Regions from separate parts of the Mus musculus genome. Here regions 1, 2, 4 and 5 are each linked to region 3. Evidence: chromatin contacts called from public HiChIP or PLAC-seq, Micro-C and promoter capture Hi-C data. All regions are on one chromosome and are shown on one strand. Each heading gives the region's core, a stretch centred on a gene start, on an enhancer-like site or on the middle of the called end of the contact. The rest is flanking DNA. Distances are from core to core; before and after follow the strand shown.

Evidence for each region. Promoter capture Hi-C pulls out the DNA fragments that hold promoters and counts their contacts. Hi-C and Micro-C count contacts between places; a contact is called where the count stands out from the background. HiChIP or PLAC-seq counts read pairs in DNA pulled down with a chosen protein or histone mark.
Region 1: a contact with region 3 is called in a Micro-C map of embryonic stem cells, with 2.6 times the contacts expected there. The contact joins the promoter of Kit here to the promoter of Srd5a3 in region 3. A contact is called at or near these places in 6 of 39 promoter capture datasets (embryonic stem cells, hematopoietic stem and progenitor cells, hippocampal neurons and 2 more), 5 of 484 Hi-C or Micro-C datasets (the HPC-7 cell line, LSK cells, cerebellum and 2 more), 6 of 115 datasets of contacts at active chromatin or transcription factors (embryonic forebrain, embryonic hindbrain, embryonic stem cells and 3 more) and 1 of 9 other capture datasets (embryonic stem cells).
Region 2: a contact with region 3 is called in a promoter capture Hi-C map of hippocampal neurons, with 6 times the contacts expected there. The contact joins the enhancer-like site here to the promoter of Srd5a3 in region 3. A contact is called at or near these places in 6 of 39 promoter capture datasets (the 3T3-L1 cell line, cranial neural crest, embryonic stem cells and 2 more), 15 of 484 Hi-C or Micro-C datasets (the HPC-7 cell line, LSK cells, cerebellar granule neurons and 7 more), 10 of 115 datasets of contacts at active chromatin or transcription factors (astrocytes, bone marrow-derived dendritic cells, craniofacial prominence and 6 more) and 3 of 9 other capture datasets (adipose tissue, embryonic stem cells and liver).
Region 4: a contact with region 3 is called in an H3K27ac HiChIP or PLAC-seq map of extraembryonic endoderm stem cells, with 5 times the contacts expected there. The contact joins the enhancer-like site here to the promoter of Srd5a3 in region 3. A contact is called at or near these places in 4 of 39 promoter capture datasets (the 3T3-L1 cell line, embryonic stem cells, hippocampal neurons and 1 more), 1 of 484 Hi-C or Micro-C datasets (embryonic stem cells), 6 of 115 datasets of contacts at active chromatin or transcription factors (embryonic stem cells, extraembryonic endoderm stem cells, neural tube and 3 more) and 1 of 9 other capture datasets (embryonic stem cells).
Region 5: a contact with region 3 is called in an H3K4me3 HiChIP or PLAC-seq map of bone marrow-derived macrophages, with 4 times the contacts expected there. The contact joins the promoter of Srp72 here to the promoter of Srd5a3 in region 3. A contact is called at or near these places in 2 of 39 promoter capture datasets (liver and pre-B cells), 1 of 115 datasets of contacts at active chromatin or transcription factors (bone marrow-derived macrophages) and 1 of 9 other capture datasets (adipose tissue).

Annotation. Positions count from the first base shown.
Region 1 is chr5:75,573,709-75,576,408 of GRCm38.p6, reverse strand. It overlaps Kit (KIT proto-oncogene receptor tyrosine kinase), which reads right to left and starts at 1,422. Exons shown (of 21, transcript NM_001122733.1): 1 at 1,291-1,422. The coding sequence starts at 1,357.
Region 2 is chr5:75,198,620-75,201,319 of GRCm38.p6, reverse strand. No RefSeq gene overlaps it. Among named protein-coding and RNA genes, the nearest start is that of Mir7025, 23 kb to the right of the region's middle. Within about 2 kb of position 1,344, at least 9 of the 459 cell types and tissues checked have an H3K27ac peak or open chromatin away from gene starts, as enhancers often do. A contact at or near this core is called in the HPC-7 cell line and hippocampal neurons, where this site is marked.
Region 3 is chr5:76,138,903-76,141,602 of GRCm38.p6, reverse strand. Srd5a3 (steroid 5 alpha-reductase 3) reads right to left here and starts at 1,330. Exons shown (of 6, transcript NM_020611.4): 1 at 1,055-1,330. The coding sequence starts at 1,275.
Region 4 is chr5:75,376,059-75,378,758 of GRCm38.p6, reverse strand. No RefSeq gene overlaps it. Among named protein-coding and RNA genes, the nearest start is that of Gm24502, 180 kb to the left of the region's middle. Within about 2 kb of position 1,303, at least 71 of the 459 cell types and tissues checked have an H3K27ac peak or open chromatin away from gene starts, as enhancers often do. A contact at or near this core is called in extraembryonic endoderm stem cells and liver, where this site is marked.
Region 5 is chr5:76,973,428-76,976,127 of GRCm38.p6, reverse strand. Srp72 (signal recognition particle 72) reads right to left here and starts at 1,427. Exons shown (of 19, transcript NM_025691.1): 1 at 1,296-1,427. The coding sequence starts at 1,404.

The DNA.
Region 1 (2,700 bases), core at 173-2,672, 570 kb after region 3:
AAGGGTTTCTGGTTTTTGTTTTGAAAATGACCTAGGAGGGAGCAGGGCTTCAGGACTAAGCAGGCAACCTGCACGGGCAGTGCACCAGCGACACCTGGCAAAAAAAGGGGCAGGGCTGAGGAGCTCCGGAACCTTAAGATCTTGAGACCCAAGTTACCCTGCAAAAGGTAACAAGATTTTCCCAACAGCTTGAAGAAACAAATGCTATTTGCAGAAAGCTTACCCCTTCTCCCCCACCCCCTAGCCTCCCCAGGCAGCCCTGAGTATGGCTATCACGTGGGAGAGGGTTTCTGGATCTCGGGATTCCCCTCCAAAAAAAAAAAAAAAAAAAAAAAACGGCCACCTGCGATTACAAGTCGCATACACTGAAACCAGAGGTTTCCAAAGCTGGGGAGAACTGACTCGGTCCTGGTCCAGCGCGCACGAGGTGGCAAGAACAGCTGCGTCCCCGCACGCAGTCCCTGATTCCCAGAAGCTGGCGACCAACGTAGGCTACAGCAGCTCCCTGGCGCGTGGCAGCAACGAACACCGTGCGGCTGCAGAGAGGGGCGAGCCCCTAGCACGAGATTTACAAAAGGAAAAAGTCTGCAACCTAGCGGCTGCTCGCCACACGCCCGGCTCAAGTTGTCCCCATAGCCGCCACCTACAGGCTCGTGGGGTCCCGCCCCAGAGCCTCACGCCGCGTGCTCCCCGTGCAAAAAACGGAGTTGGGTGGGGGCAAGCAAGCCCGAGATTCGTCTCCTCGGGTGGCGCCGCGCACGATGAGAGCGGCTGCAGTTGCGTCCCCAGCACTGTGCACAAAGAGCGCCCGAGGTGGGGAAGCAGCGGCCGCAAGAAAAGGCTCTCCAACTTTGCCCGGCGTGTGTCCGGGACCCGTGGGCTGGTTGTCCCAGGCGTCGGTCACCCACGCGCAACTTTTAACAAAAAGGAAGCCGTGGCCGCACCTCGCTCGGAGAGAGGACGCTCTCGGTGCGAAGCCCGAGGCCGCCCGCCCCTGCCACCCGCGCGCAGTCGGCACAAAAGCATCACCAAACTCGCCCGCAGCCTGCAGCTCGCTGCCTGGGTTCCCAGAAGACCCTCGGCCCCGGGTCTCCACCACCCGGGCTGAGGTCTCTCAGCTCAGGTGAGCGAGGCGGGCCACCAGAGTCCCGCGGCCGCCTACCACCTTCGAGGTGGTAGGCATGGGAAAAGCCAACAGCTACCACTCCGGACGCACCCAGGTGGCACCCCTCCCGGACCCGGGCTGCGCCCACAGAGGGTGCAGTCCTCTTGTCTGCCGCTCTTTCCCACCTGTCTGGCCACGGAGCAGGACCAACAGGACGCAGAGCAGATCCCAGGCGCCGCGAGCGCCTCTCATCGCGGTGGCTGCGCTAGACTCTGAGCTCCTCTCTCTGCTACAGCTCTCGCCCAAGTGCACCGAGCGCGGCAAAGCCGAGCCCCCAGAGCCACTAGCGGCGCGCGACAGCCCCTCCTCCAGCCCTCCTCCCAGCTCGTGGCCACGCCCCTCCCTTCTCCCGCCCGGGTCGCACTCCCTCCCGCTGCCTAGTGCCCGGGGCTCTCGGGCTGCAATAAGCTGATCCCGGGGGCGCTGTGCCCTCTAAGACCAGGAGCCCCCACAGGCCCTCCACCCTGGATCCTCTTCCTCCTAGCACTCTCCCTCCATCGGTGGTCCTTCAGTCCAGGCGGCTGGCTGGCCACGCAGGTGCTGCCCGCGCTTTGTGAAGCCCAGCGCCACGAGCGCATTAGGTACGGGCCAGCCACCTGGCAGGTGCTCCCTAGACAATAAAGGACAACCACCGGTCCCTCCAGCAAGCTCCGGAGCGGGGAGAATATATTCGGCTTATGGTGGAGGTGTTACTAGTCGGGATTGCCGGGCGAAGGGATTAGGAAACTGGGTCCCCAACATTTATTTCTGTTCCTGTTGGTAGAGGAGGACGGATCGTGGCACCCCTGACCTCAGTAAAAGACCGAGCCCACGTTTAAGTAATTTTTCATGCTCAGTTTCTCCACCTGCTGCGAAACCTGTAAGAATACAGCTGATTTCTATTGGCCAGCGTGGACCTCCACCCAGCCAAGCTCCTGCTGAGACTTGTGGAAACTGGGCCAGTGGACTACAGAGGCATCCTGTGAAGGAGTTAGCTTTGAAACTCGGTTTTTAAAACCTATTTGCATTTGGGTGCCTTTTCTCTTGTGTTAATTATTTTTTTAATCTCACCCTCAACACCCCCCCCCCGCCCCATCCCCTCTGAGTCCCCCTTTCCCCAACTCGATCCGACTGTGGTCTGCCTTAGGAGCAAGATAAAAGCAAAATAATTTCCTTTTAAAGTTTTTTTTTAATGTGTATGAGTGTTTTACTTACATGAATATGTGTGTGTGCCACGTGTGTGACTAGTGCCCAGGGAGGTCAGAAGGATGTCAGATCTCCTGAAACTAGAGTTACGGATGCTTGTGTATCATCTTGTGGGTGCCTGGAGCCCAACTACTCTTGTTCTTTGTTTGTTTCTTTGTTTGTTTGTTTGTTTGTTTCGAGACAGGGTTACTGGCTGTCCTGGAACTCACTTTGTAGACCAGGCTGCCTCGAACTCAGAAATTCGCCTGCCTCTGCCTCCCAAGTGCTGGGATTAAAGTCATGCGCCAACTTTCTTGTTCTTAACTAATTGACCCAACTCTCCAACTCCTAAAGTAATTCTCTTAAGACAA
Region 2 (2,700 bases), core at 95-2,594, 940 kb after region 3:
GATGGCTCATTAGTTAAGAGTGTATTCTGCTCTTGCAGAGGACCCAAGTTCAATTTCCATCCACACTCAATTGAGTGGCTCAAAATGACCTTTGACTTCAGCTCCAGTCACACTCAGCAGCTCACAATGGCCTCTAACCTCAGCATCAGTGGATCCAAGACTTCTGACCTCTGCAGGTACATAGTATACTCACTTACACATACCTACACATGTACACACACCACAACACACACACACACACACACCATACCACACACACACACCAAACACACCATACCACACACACACTAGCGTAAAAATCCCTTTTTTACAAGAGAAATTCTAGACTCTACAATAAGCTGCAAGCAAGCCTGACAGCCTCTGCCCCCAGAGAGAGACACTGCCTTTGTAACTCTAACAGTGCTGTCCTGTGCTGTGGGGGAGGCACTATAGACACAATGCAGCGGTTTTATCGTCTGTAATAATTGCTGAATCCCAGGGCCTAAACCAATGCCCTGCTCAGTACAGTTGAAACCTGGAGGGATAAGTGTGGAAAGAGATATGCAGATGCCTTGGAACTGTCCGGAACTAGAACAAAGATAGCATCTGAAATAGACAAAGCTGCCAGCTCCCAGCCCTCGGCCCCTTGCCTATGTGTATTCCCCACATGCGGAAAAGCTTCAGCTTCATCGGGTGCACTCAGTGAACAGCACTCAGCTAGCAGCACTCAGCGAGCAGCACTCAGCGAGCAGCACTCAGCGAGCAGCACTCAGTGAACAGCACTCAGCGAGCAGCACTCTGGGTTCTTACACTACCTTACACTTCTCATTACTCCAAGCAAGGCGTGTGGTCTCCAACCGCGATGTTCTATCCTGCTGTTCTATGTGATGTAATGGTCCCCTTGGATCATGAGCTGGTTGGAAAAAAGTCTGCAAGCTTCCTCATTTAGGCCTACACATTTTAGAGATCAACTACACAAAGAGGAGTCTGTTCTATAATAAATATTCTTGGAGAGAATTAATTTTAAAAATGGCTTCCTGTGGCTGGCCTAGCACCGTGCTCTCATGGGAAAACCAAACACAGCCTTTTGAGGGAGGAAGAAAAGAGGTGTGATCATCCCAGACTCATGAGGATGCATTCACTCTGGAAGTGGCTCTGTATACACCTGATTCAACCGGGAGCCCGTTGGGAGAGCCAGCTAAACAAAACATGCGTGAGACGACAGAAGAGCCAAGCCCAGGCCCACAAAAGCCTCCTTTTATTTCAGCTTCATCCTGATCAGGCTTCCAACTTACATAGACCAAACCAATCTCCAGCCCAGTCTCTGCAGAGAAAAGCCTGGTTCTGATTCTGTTTGGAGCAGTTCGTGTGAAATGTGATGAAATTCAAAACAGACAGGATGCACAAGCTCCAGGGGGAAGTCATTAATACCCATGAACAATGATGAAGCAAAATGCCATCTGCCGGGCTAATGTGGCAAAGCTTTTAAAAATTCCAATTAGCCTATAAACCAGAATTGGGGCAGGGGAAGCAAATATGTTCCCCTCATCTGTCCTCAACGTCTCCCTCCTCTTTGTATGAATGATGGACCATTACTGGCATATGAACTTAGTTGGGAAGTTATCGCCATTATACTTTAGGACGTGGGTGCTACTCATGTCTCCAGGTGGGACAGGATGCTATAGACAGCTAATTAAGAACACACATATACTTTCACACACATTTTCCTATGAGATGAAACAATTGTCTCTATTATAAACACTGCTACCATTATATGCTGTTGGATTTAGCCTTTATGTGTATTTGGAGTTGAAGATAATGAAACATTTCTGTTGCTGTTATCCTGAGGGAAATTGCCAGGCTTATGATGGATTCTCATAGGGTAGGCCATTTTCCTGAGTTGCTTTTCATGAAGCACGCCACTATTAAAATCACAATGGCCATTATTAGACCTGGTGTATTTCAGCCTGAAAAAGAAAGGCTCTGATTACAAACACATAGAGTAGTTTCTCCAGGCTGAACTTGTCCATCACTTGTCTTTGAAAAATCAAAGGATCCAGGCAAGCTACTTCTGCATGCTGATATTCTCAGTATCTCTTGCTTTCTTTCTGGCTCATCATGCAAATAATAGTGGAATTCATATATTTGGAATTGCTAATCCTAGTGCTATCGTTACATTAGTCTTGGGGTCCTTCGTTTCTACACCTATGAGATGTCTTCCCTGCCTTGGTAGGAATATTTAAAAGCTTATTGCAAGACTCAAAAGAAGTGTAAATGGTACATTTTAGAAGTTTTTAATCCCCTAATTAAAAAAAAAAACGAAAACACTAGAGCAGATAAATTAGACAGGACTGTCTGTTAGAGGACGGAACTGTGTAGCTGCTGTTCAGACAGACATGTTATTATTCCCAGGAATCCAGCTCCTTCCTGGGCTGAACCAAGGTGGAGCCAATACTCAATGAACAGCCTTGTGCTGAAGGATACAGGCCTGGATCTGTAGGCGGTCTCACTCTGAGGTCATTTGGCTATCTGAAATTGGGAGTTATTCTGAAACAGGGGGCCTATTTTCCAATTATTAAGAGAATAATCTGCATTAATTAATTGCACTAATTTATCTGATGAGATACCAGGAGGCTGTCGAATGTGAAGCACATAAACCTGCCTGCACGTAACAGAGGATGCTCAAGCACAGCACAGGTGATGGCGCAGGGATGCAGGCTC
Region 3 (2,700 bases), core at 81-2,580:
TCTTTCTTGGCTGTCACACAAAGGCAGACTTGAGTGTAGCAGCTGAGGAGTCCCATCCAGAGAGACTGAGTATAAGTGATTTTTAAGTGTGCTTTGAACTCTGGGGACACTAGAACCTCTCTCAAAAGTCAGAAAATAAATTGCTATATAGCATAAGGGATATAGGCCAATCAAACCCGAGGATAAGAGGACGGTAGGATGGTCTTAAAATTGGGCCTCTAAGGAAGAGTTCTTCCGGGTCTTAATCTCTTTACCATTCATTCTTCACAATGACATGGTACTCTGCTCTCACACTAACCCCCTGAAAGACCCCCTCCAACAGTCAGGACATAGCTGGGGCCAGTTGATAGCCCCACCGCCATCTGCAGAGGTGGGCAACGGCTACAGATTTCTAAAGCAATCTAGATGAATCCGTCAGAACCCATCACATTCCTTCCAATTCAATTCTAAATGCAAATGCGTGATGAATTTCATAAAAAAAAATGACACAGCTTTATTATCTAGAATACTGTGTTAAGATGACTTCTCCATCTACATACTGAATTCATCGTGGAGTTAAAAAAAAAAAAAAAAGAAAGAAAGAAAGAAAAGGAAAGGAAAGCCATGTGGCGGGTCTCACATATTCTCAGCGGAGTCCATATGTACCCCGGAAGATTTTAGTATTTCACAACTTGGTTACTGAGCCTTCCGGGATGGGTTGGGGCAGGGCATACTGGGCTAGTTTGCCAGAGCACCTGTGGAGATGCAGGTTAGTGATGTCTGCACAGCCCCAGGGGAGCACACTCTGGACTTCTTTCTTGACTGTGACAGATCGGGCTGAGAACTGCGGAAATCGAGGAAGAACTTGCCTCCAAGTCCATGAATTTCCACGACCTCAAGTTCTGGGGAGGGGAAGCGGAAAACTGGGGGTAAAGAAGTCAGGGCGGCTCCCTGGGGGCCGGGCCAACTTGAGATGCTCTGTCATTTCCGGGGACGGCTCGGGGACAGCCCCTGGCTCACGTGCCTGCGCCGCCTCTGTTGCCCCCTGCCGGGCGCGCCCCGCCACCGACGTTACCTCTTGGGGACATCGAAGGCCCTGCAGACGGCGGGGCGCCGCGAGCCGGACTGCTTGGTCTTCCCGTAGCGGAGCAGGTCCTGGAAGAGCGCGCAGCTCGGCAGCAGCCTGGCGGGCGCCAGCTGCAGCAGCAGCGCGAACAGGAAGGCGGCGGCCAGCGCCAGCCACAGCGTCCGCAGGGGGTTCAGGGCCGAGAGCTCAAACCCGGCCCACCCAGCCATAGCCCGGGAGCCGGCTACAGATGCGCGCCGCCGCGCCGCCCTCCTTCTCTCACCCCCTCCCTCCCTCCCGCCTCGGCGGCGCGCTTGGCGGTGACGCGGCTCCTGGGCGGGACGCGCGGCCCCGCCCCTGGCTAGGCGCTCAGGAGCTGGGTTGTGCTCCTGCTCACCTGGTTTGAGCAGGCTGCGCTTTAGACTTGTACTGCCTCTAATCTAATTCCGAGATGCAACTCCAACTTGAAGTTCTGCAGGAGCATGCGAGACCACGTGCTACAGTCCAAGTCTTGTAGAGATACGTTACACCTATTTATTAAGTGGAGTGGAGCTATGCCAAGAGGTGTGGGTGGGAGCCCAAGACAGCTTGGGGGGAATTGGTTCTCTCCTTCCACCATGTGGCGCTTCGGGGATCCTATTCTAGAGGTCAGGTTCTCACCAGCCTGTGTAAGTTTCTATAAACTTTGACTGCGGGATTACTGCTGCGAAAAAGTGTGAAGAGAAATTTTGGTTGAAGTACAGGCTGAATTCTTGGCTGGGTCCCTAGAGGGGGCCCCCAGGAGTCAAGATGCGAAGGATCTTAATACCACGCTGGTCTACCAGAAGCACCAGATTCATTAGCATACTCCAGATGGGGATCGCTGTAAATTCAGGGATGACCTCTGGAAAGACCTCGGTGAGGGAATTCTACACTTTGTCAACTGTAGGCTGGAGCTGCTCCGGCAAACTCTGGATTTTGGAGTGGAAAAGCAGAGTAATGCCCTCAATGGACCTACGTTTTTCACCCATCTGCTCCATGGACAAAGTGTTTAACTAGCTGTGTCTGCTGCCTTTATGGCTAGGAATGAAAAGATTTGGAAGACCTTTATGCACTCATTGGCTCGAGTCCATGGGGCAGTGGGGGTGAGGGGGAAGGCAAGGTATGAGACAGCAAATCTCCAAAAACCTCCCTCCACGGATCTGGCTCAGATGCTGTCTTTCAGGCATCAGTGGAAAACACCATCACGTGTTAGATGAAGGCCTGGTTCCCTGTTGACAGCTGCTTAGTGGTATTTCAGGCTATCGGGTCCTTGAGTAATGCAGGCTACTCAGAAAGGAGGAAGCAAATGGGATCCAATTGTGTACCCCTATAATACAAGTCTTTATCACAGCCTTGCTTTCAACAGAAAAATGACTACACCCCTAAATCTGCCTTGATGCGTTTAGCCAAATTATGGTACACTCCCATTTTCTCTCTTAAAAAAAAAAAAGAAAAGATTACAGAGTGGGGGAAAAAAAGAATACTTTTATTTATAGATTGTATGTGTGTGTGTATGTGTGACTGGCCCATCCATGTCAATAATCATTAATAATATAGTTAAGCTTCCTCTCCTCAGTTATATAACTCTGGCCTGTGTCAAGTTGACAAAACTAACAAAAGCAACCAGGACATTC
Region 4 (2,700 bases), core at 54-2,553, 760 kb after region 3:
TCCTCTGGCCTTTTGTCTCATGATTTCCTGTGTACTGGCTGTAAGACTATCATAGACACCATGGGGGAAGAAATAAGGTCTTTTTTTCCCCAGTTTGACCAAACTATAAAGAAAACCCTGTTCTTTTACTGTCTTAGTTAGGGGTTTTGCCACTGTGAACAGACACTATGACCAAGGCAACTCTCAGAAGGACAACATTTCATTGGGGCTGGCTTACAGGTTCAGAGGTTCAGTCCATTATCATTAAGGGAGGAACATGGCAGCATCCAGGCAGGCATGGTGCAGGCAGAGCTGAGAGGTCTGCATCTTCATCTGAAGGCTGCTAGCAGAATACTGGCTTCCAGGCAGCTAGGATGAGGGTCTTAAAGCCCACACTCACAGTGACACACCTACTCTTACAGGGCCACACCTTCTACTAGTGCCACTGGCTGGGCCAAACATACACAAATCATCACAGTAACCAAGTTTTGCTTCTTAGTTTATTTGAGGACAGGAAGAAAACCAAGTCCGTGGGTGAAGGAGAGTGACTAGTGCCTCCCCAGGATCTGGTGGACGTTCACCTCCAAAGCCATTTTTCTCCCCGCTCCTCACTATGGCTCACCCTGTCTGTGTCCAACTTTCTGGCTTCATGAGTATTTTCCTATTTTTAGATCCTTTCATCAAGTCGAGATTGCCGCTTGGTATGCAGGAATGTTGAGAGATGTTTCATTTCCATCCTCAAGGCTAAATTGCCATTTCTGTCATGAACTCTGATCTGCCCCAAGAAGCAGGCAGAGGGGGGGGCTCAGTTGTTTGTGGGGCTTTCCAGAGCTCCGTATCAGCTGGCAAAGCCCATCAAAGAGAAAGGGAGACTCCGGATCCTACTATGAGTAAATATTATTCACAATGACTGTTTACCAACAGTTTCACATGCCTGTGCTGCTGCCTCATAAGCTGTTTTCAAGGCAGTGTTTATGCAAAGGATTAGGAAAAGGGCAAAAGTCTCCAGGGAGAGGGATCACTAAAGCAATGGCTCTCGGGCATTAAACCGTCAACAACATTAAACCTTTGCTCCACCCTGGAGCCCCGCTTCCCAGCCAACGTTAGACCCCCACGTGTGCTGGCAAAGAGAAAGTCAACAATAAAATCACACATGTCACATCTACCGTACTGTGGACATGCCTAGTGCTGCTTGGGTGTGTCGAGCTCAGCCTGCTGGAAATCCTTATGGTAAACACGCCACCCAGTCCCTCTTTTGTTCTGTAGCTGATGGCAGGGTACAGAACAGCGCGTCTGAACGCAATGATAACAACGCCAGCAAGGGCCCCAACTGTTTGTTAACTGTGTAATGATTAACCAGGGCCAGGGCCCCAGCCTTTGGGCTGTCACTCAGGGAAGTCTATTTAGTAAACAGTCAACCACCAATATCTTAAACAGGTTGAACAGATGGCTCCAGGGTTCAGGCCAACTGTATTTTCTTCAATTCCACACAGCTTGGAGGGAAATGAAGGCCATAAAATCCAAGAAAAGACCAAACAGAAGCACCATCACTACCACCCTCCAGTGTGCAGATCTCTCATCCCTAGGAGGATGAAGTCTGATGGGAGGAGAAGAACAGCCTCTGAGGGGTGGAAATGAAAGCTCTACACAGGAGAGTTTTCTATACAAAGAGTGAGTTGCTGAGCTCTGTCAGAGACTCTGAAAGCTAGGAGGTAAGACTACCAGTGACAAGGTTTTGATGAAACATCCCAAGACTTAAGTCACAGATGCAATGCTGACTCACCACAGAGTTTCTCCATAGCATCTTAGATGTTATAAGTAAGAAAGCATGGTAGACTCTAAGGAGTATCGCAGCTTCAGTGTAACTATGAATGTTGCTCAGCTTCAGCGTAACTATGAATGTTGGTGCTTAATTCAGAACATGTCTACTCAACCATCCTTGCCCTGCCCTGTTCTGCCCTTCCCAGAGTTCTCCTCTGTGCTAGCTTTCTGTTACTGTTACAAATTATTCAAGGTAACCCAACCGAAAGGATTCAGAAAGGTTTGTTTCCAGTCAGTTTTGTACATGACAGAGGAGGTGCTGAACCTTTGATAACTAGGAAAGCAGGGACCCAAGACTCAAAGTCCCTTTCAAGTAAAAATCTATAATGACCCCACCCCCTAAAGATTCCATCTCCTCCTTATAGTGCATGGTCTGGGGACCAAATTTGTCACACAGGACCTTTGATTGACACTTATCCAAACCATAGTGCCCCATTTCTGCATTTGTGCAATGGGAACATAAGGCCTGACTTTGTATATATCTCAACGATTCTGCTGAGATAAATTGATACTGTCTAGGCAAAAGGGCATTACAAATTCAAGCTTTGGGGCTGCAGCCTATTATACTTCAAATAAATGTCATAACAAGCTCTATAGGAGAAAAATAACAGGCACAGTCTATACACTATAACCAGACACATTCTACGCAGATTAGAAGCACAAGCAAAAAAGCATTTAAAAATATGTAAGAAATATTATAAAACCCTACAATCCATTCCTATGGGGGAGGGGGAGGACAGACAGCCTACTGTCCACTGGAGTGAGGGGAGAAATGCAATCCTCAAGACAAACACAGAAGCCCTCTCCCCCAACACACACACACACACACACACACACACACACACACACACACACACACACAGAGAGAAAGTTTCCAGCATAAAGAGGGGTCTGGATTAA
Region 5 (2,700 bases), core at 178-2,677, 830 kb before region 3:
GGTGCATCTGAAGTCAGCTACAGTGTACTTAGATATAATAATAAATAAATCTTTTGTTAAAAAAAAAGTACAATGTAGACATGATTTATCTTTAGAGTGTTCTAAAGAAATATTCAAAATTTCCCTTTCCCATAAAGAGATCAAAGGGAAATACAAAGAACTCAGGCGGCCACGGCTCTATGCCAACAGCGTGTCAAGTGTCAAAATGACTAGGACCATGGTTCCCCTCGCTCCTAGTCAACCACAGGAATCCAATTCTCACTTTACGAGTCGTCGAAGGGACTTCTAGAAATTAATAGACAGGGCTGAAGGGACAGTCTTGGCTGATCAAAGAAGTGCTACAGAGTTTTATACCGATACTAAATATTGGTTGTAGGCCCACTGAAGGGCTAAAGTGAATTCAAGTAAGTTTGGCAATCATCAATTCTAATTAGTAGCTGTCTTCCTTAATGCACTGTGGCCACTGTCACTACTTTTATAGGAACTCAGGAACCCGAAGGTTTAAAGTGTATATTACTGTGATAGCCTTTATGTAACTGGGGCTTTGTACAGCTGAAGGGTTTCATAGTTACATCACCAAACCTGACACACACAGGTGTATCTACTGTACAAAATATAGCACGGCCATATTACAGGCACATAGTGATGAATAACAACTTATGGAATCTCATACTGAAGGCAACTAAAATTTGAAATTATAACTTATGGGGGCTAAAAATGCAGGTTAGTTTCCTTACGTTATTTTAAATGTTGGGACGCTCACTCACTCACTCTCTGGCTAAACACTACGGGGAAGACTTTGTGCGTGGAAATGAATAACGACTTGATATTCACACCTTTCCAATCTGCAACGCTTCCACCTTGTCTGCAACAGAGCGGATGCTACGTGTCCAGACAGGTTTCCTTCCCCGGCCCCAGCCCCAGTCAACAAGTTTCCTCCATGACACTGTCCTGATCCCTTCACTCAAGATGAACGAAGAAAAGTCAATCTGACATCTTTGCAAAATCCCGCCGCGGAGACGACACGAAAAACATTTTGGGAAGCGGTTCCGGACGCCATGGTCTCTTTAAGTCCCCCCTCCCCCTCGCGCCCGGTCTCGCGGGGACAGAGGGAAGTACACGTGGCCTTAAGCGACCGAGCTCGGGCCGCCGGTGGCCGTGGGACAGCGACCCGCCCCCGGGCTTGGGGCCGAGCCTGAGGACGCAGCGATCCCCCTCCGCGCTGTGCCGAGGGGTCGCACGCTCGACCCAGGAGATGTCCTCCTCCCGACAACCCGGGCCGCCGGGACACTTACTCTTGTTGACAGTCTTGAGGGCACGCGTGAAGTCGCTGTTCTGCCCATAACGGTTCACCTCACTCCACAGCGCAGGGACTGACACCCCACCACTGCCGCCGCTCGCCATCTTGGAGGAGGTGGGGGTGAGGTGGGGGAGGGGGGTGGGAGGAGCAGGGCGACCTCTGCCCCGGAAGAGGATCTCGAAGTTGGCTCGGCGAAGGAGGAAGTTGATGGTTGCTAGGCGGCCGGGAGTCGCGAGCTGGTCTGTCCCAGAGCTAGCGTCAGAAATCGGTTTTTAATTTTTTCTGTCTTGCGGCAAGACATTTGTTTGCCTGACGCCCTTACTCCTAATCCAAAGGTGACTGGAGGTAGGAGGGGTCAGATTCAGAAGGCGCTCGCCGAAACTGTTAGCCCCAAGCCGCCGGCATTCTGGGGAGACCCCTGTGCTCCGACTGTGGCCGGGCGACAGTCTTTGGGAGAGAAAACTCCCGGTTCTTCGGGTGGTAGGAGGGGTACCTAATTTAAGGAACCGTAGAGAGGCTCTTGAAGGCGGCAGGTAGAGCCACAGCTGCTCATGGGTGCTTCGGGATTGCCATTTTAGGACACGAGCGGTGATTAGAACCTGGGACTAAATCTAGAAGTGAAGATAGGTCTGGGACTGACAAAAATACAGTGAACGGCACTGTTTAACCTCCCTTTGAGATCTAGTTTCAGGAGCAGTGTGGGCTGGAAGCCCGAGGAGATGAGAAGGACCAGGTTCTGAGGTGAGTATATTGACTTAGGTAGATGTCATACAATAAACTACGTCCTGGAGGCCTTCCTTAATGTACTTTAAGGAAACCTGTTCTTGCAGCCTAGCCAGTACACATTCTGCTTCCAAGGCTCGACTTCCTTGTGGAGAAGACCCGTGCATACTATGTAAGTGGTCTTAGCATTCAGCTACACCCTCTACAAGATTACACCATCTACAAGGCTCTCTATTCCTGAGTATTGATCCTTAAGTCCCCTCTCTTTGAACGACCTATAGTCCTAAGACCAGAGACCTTATTTACTTTGCTTACTACCTGGGAGACCTGAACCAAACCTTCCTTCACTTCCCCTAGACTCAACCTAATGTTCTCTTAATGTTGCTACTTAGGTTTTAAACCACCTATCTACTTCCTGTTTCTTGCCTGAGTCAAGTGCTGAAACGCTAGCTGATTGTCATATGTGTGGTCAGTATGATACATCAGACTGAACTTAAAAGAGTTTCTTTTGGGTCATGATTTCATAGATTTCAGCCACAGTAGGTTGGCTTTGTTGCTTTGGAACCTCAGTGAGGTGCTTCATCATGATGGAAATCATGTCGTAGTGGCCCTAAGCCGCTCACCTAATGGTTACTGGGAAGGAAGAAGCTGGAGAAGCCACAGACAAAATGTCAAGT